Regions from separate parts of the Mus musculus genome. Here all the other regions are linked to region 3. Evidence: chromatin contacts called from public promoter capture Hi-C data. All regions are on one chromosome and are shown on one strand. Each heading gives the region's core, a stretch centred on a gene start, on an enhancer-like site or on the middle of the called end of the contact. The rest is flanking DNA. Distances are from core to core; before and after follow the strand shown.

Evidence for each region. Promoter capture Hi-C pulls out the DNA fragments that hold promoters and counts their contacts.
Region 1: a contact with region 3 is called in a promoter capture Hi-C map of erythroid cells, with 25 times the contacts expected there. The contact joins the promoter of Clpx here to the promoter of Tipin in region 3. A contact is called at or near these places in 3 of 39 promoter capture datasets (the HPC-7 cell line, erythroid cells and pre-B cells), 5 of 115 datasets of contacts at active chromatin or transcription factors (bone marrow-derived macrophages, embryonic hindbrain, large pre-B cells and 2 more) and 2 of 9 other capture datasets (adipose tissue and liver).
Region 2: a promoter capture Hi-C map of pre-B cells shows a contact between it and region 3, with 4 times the contacts expected there. The contact joins the promoter of Pdcd7 here to the promoter of Tipin in region 3. A contact is called at or near these places in 4 of 39 promoter capture datasets (hippocampal neurons, liver and pre-B cells), 1 of 484 Hi-C or Micro-C datasets (B cells), 1 of 115 datasets of contacts at active chromatin or transcription factors (embryonic forebrain) and 1 of 9 other capture datasets (liver).

The regions. Positions count from the first base shown.
Region 1 is chr9:65,292,274-65,296,913 of GRCm38.p6, reverse strand. It overlaps Clpx (caseinolytic mitochondrial matrix peptidase chaperone subunit), which reads right to left and starts at 2,654. Exons shown (of 14, transcript NM_011802.3): 1 at 2,349-2,654. The coding sequence starts at 2,427. It also overlaps the pseudogene Gm16218.
Region 2 is chr9:65,344,254-65,348,868 of GRCm38.p6, reverse strand. Pdcd7 (programmed cell death 7) reads right to left here and starts at 2,801. Exons shown (of 5, transcript NM_016688.2): 1 at 1,861-2,801. The coding sequence starts at 2,727.
Region 3 is chr9:64,280,242-64,285,064 of GRCm38.p6, reverse strand. It overlaps Tipin (timeless interacting protein), which reads right to left and starts at 3,480. Exons shown (of 8, transcript NM_001324557.1): 1 at 3,418-3,480.

The DNA.
Region 1 (4,640 bases), core at 1,405-3,904, 1.0 Mb before region 3:
GTTCAAGACCTGCAAGGGTTACAAAGAGAACTTGGTGAAGCATTGTCTCAAAACAAAATATTCTTAAAGGACCAAGCACCTGCCTAGCATGTGTAAGGCCCTTGGTTCAATGTCCCACTATGGCAAAAACAGAAATATAAAGAGTGGTCCACAGCTGATGCAGGAGGACCACGAGTTTGACAGCAACTCAAATACACAGTGAGTTCCAGGAAAGCATCAGCTACATAGTGAAACAATGATGTAATTTACTTTTTAAATTTTATAAACTGTGTATGGGTGTTTTATCTGCATGTATATCTGTTACCACATGTGTGCCTATGAAGGCCAGAAGGTGTTAAGATCCCTAGAAGTGTAAAGATGGTGTGAGTTACCATACAGGTACTGCGAATTGCACTTAGGTTCTCTGGAAGAGCAGTCAGTTCTCTTTGGAGCAGTATCTCCAGTCACAACTTATTCAGCTTTTAATATATATATGTATATATATTATATATAACATATTTAAATGATTTTTTTTCTTTTGGGTGATAAGCTCTCACTTTATAGCACAGACTGGCTTAAATACCATGGCAACCCTCCAAAGTGTGGAGGTTATTAGCATGAGCCAACACCATACCTAACTTTTTGTTTTCTGAGACAGGTTTTCATGTCATCCAGACTAATGTGAACTCTCTATGCAGCTGATGTTGGCCTTGAGTCCCAGATCCTACCTGGATTCTTCATTTTGAACTAAGGATCTACAAAACTTTACAAATAATCTAGCTTGGCAGTGGTGGCGCACGCCTTTAGTCCCAGCACTTGGGAGGCAGAGGCCAGCCTGGTCTACAGAGTGAGTTCCAGGACAGCCAGGGCTACACAGAGAAACCCTGCCTTGAAACAAACAAACAAACAAACAAAAAGTCTGTCTGTCCGCTCTTTACTACTTACAGGACTCTATCTCTCTTTCTACCTTATAGGCCCAGGGTTGAAGTCAGGTTGTCAGACTGGGCAGCAAATACTTTTATTTGCTGAGCTATCTTTCTAACCCATTTGTCAAGTCCATTTAAAAAATATATACATCAGCTGGGCGTGGTGGCACAGGCCTTTAATCTGAATCCAAGGCCAAGACTGGTGTACAGAGTTCCAGAGACCTGGCTTGCCCCTGCCTAAAGACTGCCGGAACTAAAGTCATGTGCTATAACCTCCGGGCTGAAGCTAGAATTCTTTGACTAAATCTTATCAAGAACTCCTCCTGTCTAAAACACGTACCCTTTTTAATGCTGTTGTCAACCAAATTTAAACATGATGAATTTAATACCCCTAGTACCAAACTGTAATACCTTAAGCCCTCAACGAATGTAGGTCAAACAATACATTAAAATTATGTTTCTTTCCAGTGTTTACAAATCAAACCTCTGGAACTGGGACACCTACTTGAGGTGTGGCAATGTTTTAAGACTAAATCTTACACTTACGTGTCAATACTAAATGCTTCCGCCTATGTTACTCCATTTCATGTGTATTATAAACTGCCAATTATACAGTTAGTAGACAATGATGATTTTAGAATTAGTCAAAAAAAAAAAAAAAAGGAAAACTGCTTTTATTGATCCAAGGATCGTCATGAAAAGACATCTGTAAGTTCAGAGCCTAACAAGACCTAGCCTTACAATCTGATATGCATAGACTTGTGGGAAAGAAAAACGGGTTTCATTCCCGGAATCTCTTGGCAGGTGTGCACTCTGTCACAGGTCCTGATGAATAGAGAAGCAAAGTAAACAAGAGCCACTCCACTCTTAGAGGCTGATCCCAGCTGTCAAGCTGGGGAAGCGGGCGAATGACTGTTGCTAAATTTAAGTATTTCAGGAATTCCAGCGGTCGTTTTCGCCCCACCTCCCCGCTGCTTTCTTGGGACCCCAAGTTTCCCAAATATCTTGGGACCCCAAGTTTCCCAAATATCTGGAAGGCCAGCGAGCTGTGTTTACGTCTTGTCGTCCCCGAGACCGCACAATGTCAGTGACACCCTTGCGCTGCCGGTCCAGGCGACTAGCCCGACAACCGGGCACAGACTCCCCAAAAGTGACAGGCCCCAAGAAGGGCTGCACGGGGGACACTTTTAACGAGTGTTGCGTCGCACTCGGTTGTTCTCCCTGAGTTGAGGCGAGATGGCCTCATTCCAGCCCCCAAACTCCGAAGGCCCGAGAGCTCACAGGCCAGCGATAGCCCACCGGGTTTCCTTCCAATCCGACAGCCAGGTACTCCAGAGGCTCGTAGCGCCTCGCAGCCTTCAAGCCCTCCTCTCCCCCCGGGATCCCCACAGGTTCACTCGCCGAGAGCCCAGAGCGGGCACCGGCTCGGGACTACTTCGTTACCTCTCTGCGCGGAGGTGAGCGAAGTGGTGAGAAGCCGGGCGGCCGCAGCGCCGCAGGTACAAGCGCCGCAACTGGACATCTCCGCGGGGCCTAGGCCAGGGCTTCGCGCCCTGAGGATCGAGGGGGCTCAGCGACCCGATCGTGTCGCGCGAGTGTTCCGCTGACTGGCTCCGCTCCCTTCCGTCGGTTCTATGCTGGCGCAGCGTTTTCCCCACCAGGCAGCCAGGCCTGGACGATCCCAGCGTCCCACCGCCTTCTACTCACCGGAGTAGGCTCCTCCCCTCCTCCCCTCCCTCCCTACTCTCCCCCATTCCCCGCCCACCCCGGCCGGGGAGCGTGCGCGCGCTTGCGTCCTAGACCCAGGAGGAGGCGTGAGTTTACGCTGCGCATGCGTGGAGACTAACGTGATTCCAGAGAATGGGGCGGTAACCTGGGCACCAATGAGCGCGCTACGGCAAGCGGCGAACCCAAAATTTTGCGGTCGCCTAATTTCTCGGGAAGTCTCTTTATTCGGATGTTAAAAAGTTTTAGACCCAAAGAGACACGCGCCGTGTCGGGAGTTGACCCTACGCTTCTTAGGAGCAGGGGAAATAAAAGCGCAAAAAGGTGAGGATCTTTTTTAAGTGATCCGAAAACTAAGAATGTAATTCAGTGGTAAAGACCATAATCCCACATAATAATTATAAACAGACAGTAACTACCAGGCGCTTGCACTTCGGCAAGTTCCTTCCTTCATGGACTCTATATCCTGGCTTCCTTTATGTTCGCTGTTTCGTTTCATTTGCAGCATGGAAATGGTCTCCTAATCCCACTCCCACTCCGAGCAACAAGCTGGATAGAGCTAGCTTTCCTTGCTCTTTCAAGCTTTGTGATGATAAAGTTTTCAGTCGGGGCTAGTTGCCTGTGTGGATTTTTGTTTTGGTTTTCTGAGCGAGGGTTTGTCTGTGTAACCTTGGCTGTCCAAGAACTCCCTCTGTAGACCAGGCTGACCTCGAATTTAAGAGTACTGCCTCTAACACCATATGGGTTTTATTTGGGTTTGGTTTGGAATTTATGCCAGAGTAATTATATATATATCATCAACTCTAGCCGCCAAATTGCTAGGTGGCCTGGAACTTGTTCTGTAGCTGAAAATGGCTCTGAACATCTGATGCCTGTGCTCCCACCTCTAGATGAGACTACCGAGTTGTACCACACCCTGCTGGAACCTTTAGACAGAAACTGTGAGGAAAGAGAATTAAGCCAGGATCAACACCAGTTCACTTACATTAACCAGCGTCAATCTCCAGCCAGAAAAGTGACTTCCAGTTCCCCGGGTCTAGCTCACAGAAGGGGAATTCCAGGTGGTTCATACTACTACAGGGTTCTTTCTTAGAGAGCTGACTCGTGGTAACACCTCATGGTAAAGTTTCAGAGATGAAAGAGAATTCTTGTCTTTCTTCACTAAGACCCACTCCTTCTTCAGCTGCATCCAGGAATACAGTTGTGAGGAGAGACTCAAGTCCTCTCAGTATGTTGCTTTCCAACTGTGTTCTTAGACTCTCTCAGAAGCTCTCCCTCCATGGATGCTGTGAGCAAACCAAGAGGGCTGTCTCTGGCTTCTCCCGCCCAAAAAGAGAAGTTATGGGTTTTTTTGTTTTTGTTTTTTCGAGACAGGGTTTCTCTGTGTAGCCCTGGCTGTCCTAGAACTCACTCTGTAGACCAGGCTGGCCTCGAACTCAGAAATCCGCCTGCCTCTGCCTCCCAAGTGCTGGGATTAAAGGCGTGTTCCACCACTCCCGGCTTCACACACATTTTTTAAAAATCTTTGCTTCATGCATAGGAACATTTTGCCTGCATGAATGTGAGTGCATCACAAGTGTGCCTGTTGAATCCCCTGGACCTAGGGTTAATCATGGCTGTGAATCACCATGTGGGTGATGGGAACCTGGTACCTCTGCAAGAGCAACGTGCTCTTAAATGCTGAGTCATATCTCCAGTTCTAAAAATATTTTTTAAAAAGACAAGCAGCAAAGCCAGGTGATGGTGGTACATGCCTTTAATCCCAGCACTTGGGATTAAAGAGTCAGGTGGATTTCTGAGTTCAAGCTCAGCCTGATCTACAGCTCAAGCTTCAGGACAGCCAAGGCTGCATGGAGAAACCCTGCCTCAAAAAAAAAAAAAAATCATGTATATGGGTGTTTTGCCTACATTGTATGTGCACCATGTGCATAGAGTGTCCAAGGAGGCCAGAAGATGCTGTCAAATCCTTTGGAACTAGATAGTTGTGAGCAGCCCTGTATGTGGGTACTG
Region 2 (4,615 bases), core at 1,552-4,051, 1.1 Mb before region 3:
GAAAACCACCAATAGACATGCTAGCACAGAAACAACAACACCTGAAAACCACCAATAGACATGCTAGCACAGAAACAACAACACCTGAAACCCACCAACAGACATGCTAGCACAGAAACAACAACACCTGAAACCCACCAACAGACATGCTAGCACAGAAACAACAACACCTGAAAACCACCAACAGACATGCTAGCACAGAAACAACAACACCTGAAAACCAACAGACATGCTAGCACAGAAACAACAACACCTGAAAACCACCAACAGACATGCTAGCACAGAAACAACAACACCTGAAAACCAACAGACATGCTAGCACAGAAGTGGAGCAGCTCCAAGACCCTCAGCCAACTATGGGCAACTGGGAAACGCCGAGAGCAAGAGAAACCGTTTTCCCCAGGGATGAGCACCTCAATTCATTATTAGTGGTCAGCCCTGAAATCATATACATACAAGTAACATTAAATGTACTAGTCAGGTTGTATTTATGTATACATGTAACAATAAGTAAAGAAAGAGAGGCCATGAACTTGAGAGAGAACAAGGGAGATGCATTGAGAGGCTGGAGGGAAGAAAGAGAATGGGGGAAATTATGTAATTATATTTTCAAAAACTAACAAATATATGTATATATAAATAAAACTAACATATATATAAACTAGAATAATGGGTCTGCAATTAAGAGCACTTGTGACTCTTACAAAGGACCAGGGTTCAATTCCCAGCACCCATACAGATGGTTCATCACCATCTGTAACTCTAGTTCCAGGGGATCCAATGTCCTCTTCTGACCCCATAGGCAGGAGGCACATATGCAGTGCACATACACACACAGGCAAAACAATCACAAAACCCAAAATAAATAACTCTGAAACAACAATAACAATAGTAATAGCATTCAAAGGAAATGAGGATGTCTTCAACCTACACTTGGCAAATCCTACTTTCTCCCGGGTTCTACTGAAGAACATGAGACAGACAAGCTTTGAAGTCATACAACTTGGGACTAAATCTGAGGTAATATTGGTATACAGGCTTGTGTGACTGCTGTCAAGTTAGCTGCTTTAAGTCTCAGTCTGTAAAATTAGGGTAATGAATTCCTCGGGATTGTGTGCAGGACACTAGTGTAGTGTCTACTATAGATATGAGTACTGAACAGGGGTAAGGAAGGCATGGACAAAACAGCACAGCAACCTGAGAGACCAGTGGGACCGGGCTATGCACACTCTCCAAAAATAACCGGAGTATCTCATGGGCCTTGTGGCTGCCAATCTGTTGACAGTGTTTTCCTTTCTAATCTGCACTTGCTACTTACTGCATTGTTTTTGAATATAGTTTTCCTGCTATTTTTACAATTTTGTGTGAGTCCTTAATTCAATCATTTGAGTAAGAGGCCAAGTACCTGGAAACACCTGATCCAGACAGACCCACTCCACCGGATACACTGGTATTCATAGTATCAAACCAAAACAAATGAACCCGGGAGAGAACTATTATCAACCTCATCAGCCAATTATGTTATAAAGGTTTCTAGGTGTGGTCCAAGTCCTCTACATTTGCATGCTTTAGGACAGTATAAAAGATACTGCTCTGCATCTTCAGTAAGTGGATCCAACTTTGAAGCAGGACACAAGAGGTGTGTCCTCCCAGAAATGCACCAGTGTAAACCTGTCGCGTGTTTAAGGGACTTTATAGTCCAAATTCTAGAGTTTTATGCACCACACATCGTCAACAAGGAATACAGAGCAAAGAAGTGGCAAAGGCTAGCTTTCGCGGATAAGCATACAAGTTAACTAGCACGCAGATTCGAGTTCCAGACACCACAGCTCCAACCACCGAGCGCATACTGGTTCTCACCCGCTTCTTTTCCTCCACTTCCTGCACGCACTTCACCCTCCAGCGGTCAATCTCCTGCTCCCGTTCCGTGGCCTGCGCGGCCTCCGCCTCCCGCTCAGCCTCCCGATCCCGGGCCCTCTCACGAAGCCGCAGCCGGCGGCGCCGGACCCTCTCCAGCCTCCGTCGCGCCTCGCCCACATAGGCGGCCTGGGCCAGCGGCTGCAGCCGCTCCGCTAGCTCCGCTCGTAGTGGCGCCGCCTGAGCGTGCAGGGAGGCCCAGGCTGCTCCGTCGGCCTCAGCCTCGCGCAGGGACTGCCCCAAGCTGCGTAGCCGCCGCACCAAACGCAAAGCGGAACGCAACCGCGCGCGGACTTCACCCAGGCTGGGCCCGGCGGGTGTGCGCGGGGTCCGGAGGCCACCGGGCCGCCGGGGGTTCCCGAACACCGCCTCCAGCCACTGCCGATCACGCAGGCGCTGCAGGGCCGCGTCTCCGAGCACGTCGGGCGGCGGCGGCGCCTCCGCCCAGCGCGGGCTCCAGGGCGGCCCGGGACCTGGAGGCGGTGGCCGTGGACGCTCGACGGCGTCGGGCCCCGGGAAGGGCCGGCACTGCGGCGGCGGCGGCGGCAGCGGTGGGGGTGGCACCGGGAAGAAGGCGCCGCCACCGCCACCGCCGCGGGAGGCCTCGGCTGGCGCGCGGGGCTGCAGGGCCAGCGGAGGCTGGAGGAAGGGGGCGGAAGCCCCCGGGAAGGGGCCGGGTCGCTGGGGAAGGGGCGGCGGGAAAGCCGGAGAGGGCAGCGGCGGGGGCGGACAGCCGAATGGAGCGGAAGGCGGTGGCTGCGGAGGGGGAGGTCCCTGACGGCTCTGGGCGAAAAAAGGTGGCAGAGCCATGTCTGTAGTGCAGCGGTTGGGAGCAGTGACAGTAATCTGGGAACTTCTTTATCCGGGTTCCAGGAGGAAGTGACGTGTATAACGTGCGACCGGTGCTTGACTCACTTCCCGGAAGCGAGGCGTAGTGCAGGACCTTGGTTTGTCGTGCCAGGAAGCTTGAACCTTCCCAAACCACCAAGGATCCGTCTCCGATGTTAGGGTTTATTTCGGGCTCAGGCTCGGGCTCTCCTCCAAATCGACCTTAACACAGCAGGACAGAAAGAGAAGGCGGAGCAGCCCTGAACCCTCAGTAGAACAAGTTTTTATAGAAAAATAAAAGCTGAAAGGAAATAAAACTTGAGACATGTGATTCATGTAATTTATGTCAAATAGCCCAAAGAGTTGTTTGTGAGCTTTGAAACCTGGGGCTGAGAACATAGCAGAACAGGCCAGGACATGCCCCCCTATCTCCCGCCCTTCTGACAGTCTGTTGATGTTTAAATGAACCAATCATGTGAAACCTCGCCAATTCCTCCCCCAGCCCCATCCCTTTTCTATAAAAATCCCTAGCTTCCAAGCGTCAGAGTCGAAACCACTGTCTCCTGTGTGAGATACGTTTCGAACCGGAGCTCTGCCATTATGGCTCCACCATGTGGTCGACACCTCTGTCTCCTGAGGGAGATATATGTCGGCCCGGAGCTCCGTCATTAAACTACCTCATGCTTTTACATCAAGATGGTTGTCTGTTCGTGATTCTTGGGTGCGCTCCGAATGGAAATTGAGTGGGGGTTTCCCCACTAGGTTCTTTCAAAGCGAGGGAGGGGTTGTCCAGTCTGGCAAGCATCTAATAGAATGACTATAAGCCAATAGTTGGGTGCCCTGAATCGTGCATTTGATCACAAACAGTTTGAAAGTACATCTGAAACAATCAAACTAATCTTTGATTAACTGTTGCTAGGAAGTAGCTAGGGATTAACTCTGGCCAAGGACAAGCCATGGGGTCCTTTCTGGTATTTTGGTGCAGCTTGAGTTCTGCTTTTTTCTTTTCTTGAAGATGGAGGCTGGTCCCAAGATGGAGTAGGTTTGGCCTCTCCAATTCAGTCTTGAATTCAGAAATCCTGATGATTGTTAACGTTCTAGAGGGACTAGAGACACGGTCTGAAGCTCCGGCTAAGATCTGAAAGACAACAAAAAGTTATGAGAGGAACACAGGATGGAAGCAGCAGGTACTAGTGATTTGCAGTATGTCTGCTGGGGGTCGAAAGAATGCAGGGTGTAAAACACAGAAACACAAAGAGAAGCTAGGTGGTCTTGGAGAGATAGATGTTACAGTGTCCATATGTCATATTGATAGAACCTAGTGGGGAAACCCCCACTCAATTCCCGATTTGGTGTGCACCCAAAACCCAAAAAATCACGAATAGACCGTCTTTGATGTAAACACACAAGGTAGTTTAATGATGGGGTTCCGGACCAACATGCATCCCACACAGGAGATAACGGATGTTGGCCACAGGCTCGAAAGCTAGGGGTTTTTATGGGGTAAGGAGCTTAGGGGTGTGGAATTCAGCATAGCGACATGCTATTGGCTTATTCAAACATCAGCAGAAAAATTACATGTACGTGCAGGATGTCAGAGTTCTATGAGTTGTTGACTCAGTTCAGATAGCCCTGTTATGTCCTCACATTCCTCTTTATCTTTATGGTCAAGCTGTTCCCAGGAATGTTTTAACTATGGGGCATGCCCGGGTTTGTTTTTCTTTTTTCTCAGCCCCAGGCAGCCTCTAGGCTCACAAACAACCAGCAATTTCTGAGTACTTTATATGACATACAGGTCTTGAAATTTCATCTTTCTTTCAATATCTTTGATTTGCTTTGATCTTCTGGCTGTTCTGGAACTGGTTCCCTA
Region 3 (4,823 bases), core at 2,231-4,730:
CGAACTCAGAAATCTGCCTGCCTCTGCCTCCCAAGTGCTGGGATTAAAGGCATGTGCCACCACACCGGGCAAAATAATTAATCTTAAAAAAAAAAAAAAAATTGGGCTGGTGAGATGGCTCAGCAGGTAAGAGCACCGACTGCTCTTCCAAAGGTTCTTAGTTCAAATTCCAGCAACCACATGGTGGCTCACAACCATCCATAACAAGATCTGACTCCCTCTTCTGATGTGTCTGAAGACAGCTACAGTGTACTTACATATAATAAATAAATAAATCTTTTAAAAAAGAAAAAAAAATTAACAGCACCATGCAGATGTTCTATAGGAATCGTCATTTCTCAATTAGGCTTTATTTAATGTTAGACTCCTATATTGATTGTGGCTCTCTTAGGATAAAAATCTGGCAGGCCTCTTTGTTATTTTACCACTATGTCCCAAAACCTGATACACAAGAGGTTCCCAATAGATATTTGCTGAGGAAAGGAATTTAAGATTTTCTTTAAAGATTTATTATTATATGTAAGTACATTGTAACTGTCTTCAGACGAACCATAAGAGGGTGTCAGATCTCCTTACAGATGGTTGTGAACCACCATGTGGTTGCTGGAATTTGAACTCAGGACCTTCGGAAGAACTGTCTGTGTTCTTAACCGCTGAGCCATTTCTCCAGCCCAAGAATTTCAAGCCAGGAACAGTGATACTCATTGTAGTCCTAACACTCAAGAGGCTAAAGCAGGAACCAGGAGGCCAGTTAGGGCAAAAGTCCTTCTCTATACACACAGTGGAATCCACAAAGCCCTGAGTTCAATTCCTAGTACCTCATAAACTACCTTGGGGCAAGGCAGTGCATGGACTTGTAATCCCAGCCCTCAGGAAGAGAGAGAGGATCAGAAATTTGTTATCTTCAGTTATGTGGCTGCGCCAACCCCAGACCAGCTTGGGCTACAATGAGAACCACTATCTTTAATTAGAAATAAAAATCTCCCGCTGGAAAGATGGCTGGGGTGGTTAAAACACAAATTGCTTTTGTAGAGGACTGAGTTCAGTTGCCAGCACCATACTTATATAGCTCACTAATACCTATAACTACTGCTTCAGGGGCTTTGACATCTGGCCTCAAGTGTACATATCCCCCAAGATACACACTCTTTTTGTTTGGTTGGTTGGGTTTTTTGTTTTGTTTTGTTTTTTCAAGACAGGGTTTCTCTGTATAGGTCCTAGAACTCAATATGTAGACCAAACTGGACTTGAACTCAGAAATTCACTGCCTCTGCCTCCCAAGTGCTGGGATTAAAGATGTGAGCCACCACTGCCCAGCAAGATACACATTCTTAAACCTTCAAAATTTCCTAAATTAAAACTAAAAATATGGGCTGGAGAGATGTCTCAGTGGTTAAGAGCACTGACTGCCTTCCAGAGGTCCTGAATTCAATTCCCTACAACCACATGGTGGTTCACAGCCATCTGTAATGGGATCTGATGCCCTCTTTTGGTGTGTCTGAAGACAGCGACAGTGTACTCATGTAAAAAAAAAAAATCTTAAAAAACAAAAACAGCTAAAGATATTATACTCAGGACATGTCTAAAACATCCCCAAAACTTCTAAATTTATTACTTCTTTAAATTTATGTTTGTTGTATGTATAATAAGAGTGCATTATGTGCCACCGGGGGAGGTCAAAGGACAACCTGTAATGACAATTTTGGAATTGTGGGTTTTGTTTTTTTGGGTTTTGTTTTTTTGGTTTTTCAAGACAGGGTTTCTCTGTGTAGCCCTGGCTGTCCTGGAACTCACCTCTATAGATCAGGCTGGCCTCGAACTCAGAAATCCGCCTGCCTCTACCTCCCAAGTACTGCGATTAAAGGCATGCCCAGTGGTGGTTTCTTTTTTAAAAAAAAAAAAAAGCACAGAAATGGGCTGGAGAGATGGCTTAGCAGTTAAGAGCACTGACTGCTTTTCTAGAGGTCCTGAGTTCAATTCCCAGCAACCACATGGTGGCTCACAACCATCTGTAATGGGATTCAATGCCCTCTTCTGGTGTGTCTAAGCAGCTACAGTATACTTACATACATAAAATTAATAAATCTTTTTTTTAAAAAAGCACAGAAATATTATTTCTTCATTTTAACTCCTGGTATGGGAATTGGCTGCTTCAGATTGCCCACAGCAGCTGGTATGACAGGCCTTGAGCTCTAATGCTGTAACGGCGATTCTGCTAACTGCAGATAGCTTCCTCAGGACTTTTCAGAGGGTAAAGGCCAGGATTGACTGCTTGCTGTTGGCTGTGGTTTTGTTTAGTGGTGAGCAAGAGAAGAAATAACACATCCTCAAGGTCCTCACCTTGCCTCAAACATGCCCCAAGGAACTTGACACTCCTCATCTGCAGGGTAAAGATAATGTTGCCATTTTTCCCCCTATCCTCTCGTTTTTTAGGGAGCCTAAAGGGTAGATTAAGGGTAGAGAAGGGTGGAAGAAAGAATCCACAAAGTAGCAAAGGACTCTGTGGGTAGAGTCAATTCTTTCCTTCCAGCTTTGCATGAGACCCAGGGATCACACTCAGTAAGGCTTGTTCCCCAGCACTATATCGCCTTTACTAGCTGTCCCCAATTCTAAATTTGTGACCGTAAATTTATAAAAACAAAGTACTGGCTCCTGATAATAAACCGCTACGTCTTTGAGTACCTTTAAATGTGGGAACCAAGGGTAGATTATAACTCTACCTAGGACCACTTGGCCTGGGTTCCAGGCCCAGAACAAGCACCCCAATCCTCAAAACATCTAGTTAGTACACTCAATCCCATTCTAATGGGAGTTTGAGAACAGGACTTAAAACTACAATAACCAGCAATTAACCAAAAAAGCACAGTGGGGCTTATCAGTAAACTGGTTTCTCTCAGTGTTTGTAAAGAATTAGATGTTCACAGCCCTTCCTTCTCTCCTTGACAACTGTCACACGTGTTTTAGACACTAACGAGTTAAGTCTCTTTCCCCCTCCAGGTCCTCAAACTCCCAGAGCAGTGTGCGTGACAAATTCAACATCCGATCCACAAGTCCTTCCCGGACCTGTTTCCAACCTACCGTTTTCCCTAGTTGTCAAAACAGGAGCTCCTCGCCCTAAAGGAAGTCCCACCACCCTCACTCTCGTCCCACCGTCGGCGCCAGCCCTAGGGATGTCACCTCTCCCTCGCCTCCCCTCGAGTCCGCTTCCCAGCCTCCCTCTCAGCTAGGTCCGTGCGCGCGGCTCCGGTGCAGGCCCGCCATCCTCCCGCGGCGCCTCCCACCCGCTCCGCCCGCTCCTCCTCAGCCCCGCTTCCGCCTGGCTCCTGGGTGAGACCCCATCTCCCGCGCCCCGCGCCGCCTTTGCAACGCGGGCTCCACTTCCAAAATCTGCGCTCACAGAAACCGGTCTCACCTCACCTAGACAGCGGCCGCCGCCAAGCGCGCCAACACCGCTTCTCGCGAGACTCGGCTCCGCGAGACAAGCTGAGAAATTTGGCGCCAAGGGTAGGCGAAGAGGCGTGGGAGGAGCCTAAGGGTCTGAGCCCCGCCCACCGCGCTCGGAAGCCCGCCTACCCATCCGGAATGTCTGGGACGGCAATGAGTTCTGGGCGCTTTATTAGCTCCAGAAATAGGTCTCCGGGTTTAGAACACGAACGATGGAAGCCAGGCATAATAGTGCACGCCTGGAATCCCAGCACTCGGAGGCTGAGGTAGGAGGATCGCCACAGGTTCCAGGCCAGCGTCTACGAGAAAAAAAAAAAAAAGAAAGAAAAGAAAACTGATTTGTAGAGGAGTAAAACGTAGTGTCAAACAACTTTGGCTGGAAAATTACTGCATCTTCAGAATAGCAAAATGCCACGACTATGAATTTTGTTAATTAAATAAAGATATGAGGAAAAGATTGTAGTTTGTAGTTAGGGTTAGACGTGTAGACCCAAAGAAATATGTCAAGAGCTGGAGAGAGGGCTCAGTGACTAGAGCCCTGACTGCTCTTCCAGAGGTCCTGAGTTCGATTCCCCAGCAACCACATGGTGGCTCACAATCATCTGTAATGGGATCTGATGCCTTCTTCTGGAGTGTCTGAAGACAGCTACAGTGTACTCACATACATAAAATAAATCTTTAAGAAAGAAAAAAGAAATATGTCAACAACAAAAAAAGGAGGGTTCCCTGTTTTCTTTAAAAGTATTGAATCCGGCCGGGCGAGGTGGCACACGCCTTTAATCCCAGCACTTGGGAGGCAGAGGCAGGTGGATTTCTGAGTTCGAGGCCAGCCTGATCTACAAAGTGAGTTCCAGGACAGCCAGAGCTACACAGAGAAACCCTGTCTCGAAAAATCAAAAAAAAAAAAAAAAAAAAAAAAAGTATTGGATCCAGTGTTTACCTTTAATCTTAGGCAGATCCCTGGAGTTCCAGGCCATCCAGTGCTACACAGTGAGATATTGTTTCAAAACAAACAACAAAAAGGGAGGGCAGGGTTGGGGAGATCCCTCAGAGGGTAAAGGACTCCCCCACATTGCATGATGAGCTGAGTTCAGATCTCCAATACCCAGGTTAAAAAACAGCTTGATATTACCCGGAATCCCGATTCTGAGAAGGCAAAAATCAGATTCCTCCAGCTGGCTAGCCAGCCAGCCAGGTTTAACTGATGTGTTCCAGGCACAGTGAGAGACCCTGTCTCAAAGGGGGGGGGGGGGGGCTGAGACATACAGATGGCTTAACCATTAAGAGTACATGTTGCTCATGTAGGGGACTCTAGTACACTCACATAGTGACACAGCCGTGTATGATTCCAGGGTATCTGAGGCTCTCTTCTGACCTCC